2 separate regions of the Mus musculus genome follow, and region 2 is linked to region 1. Evidence: chromatin contacts called from public Hi-C data. All regions are on one chromosome and are shown on one strand. The core of a region is the stretch at or near the end of the contact, and the rest is flanking DNA. Distances in the headings are between cores, read along the strand shown.

What was found. Hi-C and Micro-C count contacts between places; a contact is called where the count stands out from the background.
Region 2: a contact with region 1 is called in a Hi-C map of pre-B cells, with 6 times the contacts expected there. The contact joins two enhancer-like sites.

Annotation. Positions count from the first base shown.
Region 1 is chr3:14,678,092-14,680,724 of GRCm38.p6, forward strand. No RefSeq gene overlaps it. Among named protein-coding and RNA genes, the nearest start is that of Car13, 38 kb to the left of the region's middle. Within about 2 kb of position 1,325, at least 24 of the 459 cell types and tissues checked have an H3K27ac peak or open chromatin away from gene starts, as enhancers often do. A contact at or near this core is called in pre-B cells, where this site is marked.
Region 2 is chr3:15,127,459-15,130,091 of GRCm38.p6, forward strand. No RefSeq gene overlaps it. Among named protein-coding and RNA genes, the nearest start is that of Gm33819, 29 kb to the right of the region's middle. Within about 2 kb of position 1,328, at least 14 of the 459 cell types and tissues checked have an H3K27ac peak or open chromatin away from gene starts, as enhancers often do. A contact at or near this core is called in pre-B cells, where this site is marked.

The DNA.
Region 1 (2,633 bases), core at 75-2,574:
TGTCAAAACTATATAGATGTCCTTAGCAAGCTGCCTTAACATCTGCACAGCTGGTCCTGCCCCATCGCTGCTGTACACTTAATGTATAGCAGCCGGTGGGATTGTTACCCAGCAGGTCAAAGGTCTTCACACTGAGGAGCACCACTCAGATTCCCTGACCCAGAAAGTCTAGATGTGTCCTAGGGAATTCCTCATGATTTGAGCACTGCTGTTCTACCCACTCCCTTCCCCAAACCCCACCCTCTGTGCTGACTCATCAACACATCTTGCTTTTAGAACATTCTTTTTCATATTCCCTTGGAGTATTTTTCTCCACACAATTCATCTGGGTCGTTTTCTCATTCTTTTTAATGTTGCTTCCTCAAACTGACTTTCTGGAACCCTGCTCCTGAAGATGTGTTCCTGTTTGTTTCTTTTTGTTTTTCTTACCCCAGTTTCTTACTTTTTTCACAGTACAGTAAAATTAACAGCATAATTCAAGTATTTCTGCCTCCCTCCTCCCACCTCTCCCAGTCTCCACGCCTCTCTTCCCCTTCTCCCCCCTCCCTCTTTTCTTTGTCTCTCTTAAGGACAGTAGTTTTATTTTGTTAAATAGTGTTCTAGCATGACAGAACATGGTAAATACCAACAGATGATTATTTCGCAAGTAGTTTTTCATGGACATTAGAAAGAGTATATGGATTGCAGTGTAATTGAATTTCTGTTAGTTTTATGCTTCTATAGATGACTATGCATAGACTGAAAAATGTGCCTTCTTGTTTGTTCGGAGCTTGTTGTGTAGAGTAGGTTGGCATTGAACTCTTCAATGATTCTCCTTACCTCTACCAGCTGAGTGCTGGGACTGCCACAGTGTGCAACTCACTATTTGTTTGTTTGTTTAAGCTAGCTTTACTAATACATTATGTGCAAAGCTTTCTTCAACCACCCCTCAAAAGACACTACAGCTTTGGGGTGTTATTGCATGAGTGGACATGGACATGTAAAATACATAAGTTTACAAACTCTTTCAGTGTTGTTTCATACTTTGAACTGCTGTGGCCATTTTGATAACATAAGGAACACATTTAGTTCCTCACACCATACCTGTTAAAACAGCATTGTGGTGAGAGACATGTTCCAGAAGAGACCCCAGGAGAGTGTGAGCGGGCGCGAAAGTAACTCTTGCAGAAAATGAGAACGCGAAGGAAAAGTGATTCTAGCCTAGCAGCGGGTAAGGAAACGTTAACAGGGGAAAAGAAAATCCAGGGAAGTTCTTCTAAAAACCTCCATGTTTCATCCTCTTTGTAACCAGGAGGTGGCACTGCTGGCGTATAAAACTGATACTCTCTGAGGATGCAGACCAGGTAAGTATGTGGAAAAGTAGAGAGGGCAGCTTAAAACCACCACTTTGCTCACTCTGGTCAGCGCAGATTCCCAGCTCCTTCCAGACAGCATTTCCTCTTTATTGCTAAGACCCGCAGGGACTGTTTCATTGATGCTTATTAGTAACTCAAGCACACTTAGTGTCTTGTAGTTTCTTTGCTCTCATCTGTCTCCCTCCTCCCCTTGCCTCCATGTGTATCTCCTGGCCATCCTCCTCAGGGAGCAGCAGCCTGCCACCTGTTCTGGTACCACACACTCCTCTGGGTGCCACACAGATCCCGCGGGACCCTGCTTCTGCAGCTGCCAGGGAGGAGAGAGGTTGGGGGAAAGTTCATTAACAGTAAACAGCCTGCGCGGCCTCCCCTGGGGTGGGAGTGGGGGATGGGGGAGAGTTTCATAAGGGGAGTGGTCTCAGGTGCAAACCGCTGGATTTAAGTCCTGCTATCAATGCTAGGAGAGGGGCTTCACCTGCACCCCTCTACATAATTCTTTCCCAAGTTTTCGGCAAATAGAACCCTATGCGTGAGTACTGGGTTAACCGAGGGCCTGAAAGCAATTACGCAGGTGAATGCCAAAGGCTCATTTATTACAGGCTTCTTTTCCACAGCCCATCGCCAAGCCCAGCTCCGCTTTTCTGCTGCTAAAGAGGAAGACCTTGTGGTCGGAGCTCCAAGTAGTCTGCTATCTGGTTCAGCTTCACGGTTCCCCTCGTGTCCCATTCACATAACCACCCACCCACCCACCCACCCACCCACACAGTTCTACTCCTTAAAAGACATTTTTGGAATTAAAGAAAACAGACATACAAAATTTCTGGGACTTTGGTTATAATTTTGAAGCTCAGAGGCCCAGGAACTCCGTTTTTTTCAAATAAATGTCTTTCTTGTGTTTTGAGGGCCTCGGTTAACTCAGCCATAACCGAGATATCCAAGCCAGCCTATGAGCACTATTGATGGAATATCTGAAAACCTCTTTTTAAATGTATTTACTTATGATGATGACGATGACGACGACGTCAACGACGACGATGACGTCGACGACGACAATGTGTAGGGGTATTTTGCCTGCATGTATGTCTGTGTACCACTTGTGTGCCTGGTGCCCTCGGAAAGCAGAAGAGGGTGTTGTAAAAGGAGTTACAGAAGGTTGCGAGGAGCCACCATGTGAGTGCTGGGGACGGAACCAAAACCTCTGGGAAAGCAGACAATGCTCTTAACCACTGAGCTCCATCTGACTGAGTACTTTTAAAGTTGAGGTTAACAGTAGTGGCC
Region 2 (2,633 bases), core at 78-2,577, 450 kb after region 1:
AAACTATGTATTATATTTTTATAAATTCACAGATACTCAACTTCCTAATAAGATGAAGAATGAACAAATGAGTTTTTAATGTGGAAGAAATTAGGTTTGTTTTCTAGATATTAAACCTGGAATCTCTTATCTCACTAGCTGTCAGTTTAAATCTATATGTATAGATTTCTAACTACACAGTCACAATAGAATGCTCATGAGGTCATACAATAGGTGTGAATTATTCCTATTGTTTCCCTTATTAGATCTAAAGGAATAGAAATATTTTTGAAAAATACTCCATTTCAAAAGACTTACTTATTATATTTACATTAAATGAATAAGGAAAGAAAAAAGGGGAAAGAATAAAAGGGAAAAAGTATAAGAGGGGGAATTGAAGAAAGAAGGGAGAGAAGGTAGGAGGGAGGGAGGGCAGTCTTGGGAAACATAGATTTAGCAAAAATCATTAGCAGGTCTGAGAATTCAAGTGAACAGAGTTGTTGTTGTTTTTTTGTTTTGTTTTGTTTTGTTTTTTGTTTGTTTTTTTGAAGTGGAAGGGTTTATTGTCTGCTCTTGTGCTGGTCTGGGGCTGTTAAGCAGGAGCTGGGGTCCAGTTCTTCACACAGCATTGTAGGTCCTATTGTGGATGAAAGGAGGGAGCATCAGGCAAGCTCTGTCTCCAGGGATGCAGTGGCTGATGTCATTGTAGTTGTATCTAGAAGCCAGGGAGGTCGAAGGGTCGGAGCACAAAACCCACAGAGTTCTCAGGTGTGGTCATATTGGTACTAGCCTCAGAACAGGGCATGTTGTAGAAGCCCACTGTGACCAGGCCACCAAATCCTTATTTTCAATGTTTGTATTGTGAACAGAGTATTAATAGCAAGGAATAGTTTAAAGCTATTAGTATTTTACCTCCTAACAGGTTGGCAGATCTACAAAGTCTTAAACTGGTGAATTGTTCTGATTATTCCTCTTTTTAGAAGTAGAAATATTTCTTAACTTTTTCCTTTCTTTTTAAATTAAAAGTAGATTCTTTTCATACAATATATCCTAGCCAATTTCCTCTCTCTCTACCCTTTCTAGCTCCCCACCACTTCCCTTCTCTCTGAGATCCACTTCCCCTTCATTTCCTCTTTAACAAAGAGCAGACCTCCAAGAGGTGACAGCCAAGCAGAACAAAACAAGATGCAATAAGAGAAGAGGAGCTACTAGCAGTGGGAGTGAGTATATCTCTGATTCTTTGCTTGCTCCTGGAACTCTATTCCTCCTATTGGGTTGCCTTGTTCAGCCTCAAAAAGAGGGCTTGGCTCTTGCCTTGTCTCCTTTCTTAACTTTTAAGTAATTGCATTTATAACAAAATCTATTGACCATATCCCTATGAAGCAAAGGGAGTGTTTCAGCCTAATTGTAACATGGCCAGATTTAAAGAGCTTCTAAAAGAAAAATCAGATTCTAATACATGTAGTTGATTTCTCCTGAGGCTAAAATAGGGACAAACTTGGACTTTTTAATGTATTTTTTCATTCCCATGTCTTTGAAATTCGTTGAAAGCTTTAAACCTCTGTAGCTGCCAAAAGTCTCCAAGGGCAGGCTACTCTTACTCTGTTTCTTTTGGGACATTGATCTTATTTTACTTGCTTAGCACCAAGCCAAGTTCATGCTTTATCACAGCTGCTCCAGTCTGGTAGATGAGGTGAGAGTGAGGGAGTAGAGAGCATGCAGGCCCTATGTCATGGTTACTGTTCTATTGCTGTCCATAACCATTAAGTCACATTAAGGAGAATGGAAACAGGCAGGCCTGCATGGTCCTGACATGTGGCTGAGCACTTAACATCGGATCCAGAAGCACAGGCAGAGAGCATTAACTGGGAATGGCCCGGCCTTTTGAAACTTAAATCTCACTCCCAGTGACACACCTCCTCCGACAAGGCTCACCTCCTAAAACTTCCTAAACAGTTTTCTTACACACGTTCTCGCGACCGGCCAGGAAGAACGCAGCAAACCGGAATCTTCTGCGGCAAAGCTTTATTGCTTACATCTTCAGGAGCAAGAGAGCAAGAGAGCAAGAGCAAGAGTTCTATTGCTTACATCTTTAGGAGCCAGAGCGCAAGAGAGCAAGAGCCAGAGCAAGAGAGCAAGCAAGAAAGCAAGAAAAAGAACAAGAACAAGAAAGCAAGAGCAAGAAAAAGCAAGAACAAGAGAGCAAGAGAGAGAAAGAATGGCAAAACCCCGTCCCTTTTAAGGAGAATTATCCTCCACCTAGGACGTATTACTCGCTGATTGGCTGCAGTCCATCGGCCCAGTTGTCATCACGAGAAAGGCAGAACACATGGCGGGAAAACTGCCCCTGCACGTGTGCAGATTATGTTTACTACTTAGAACACAGCTGTCAGCGCCATCTTGTAATGGCAAATGTGAGGGCGGCTTCCCACACAGTTTCACCAACTGGGGACCATGTATGCAAATATATGTTGTCATTCAAACCCCTGCAGCCTTGGAACAGGCAGGCTGGCTTGCAGAAGGCAGGCTGAGTGTGCTGCTGGTGTCACAGACAAGCCTCCCAGACAAGAGTCCTTTCTGTCATTTACTGTTCAGTATCGCTGTCATAGATTTCATTTCAAGGTGTCATTCACTTGGTTGTAGAAGTATTGATG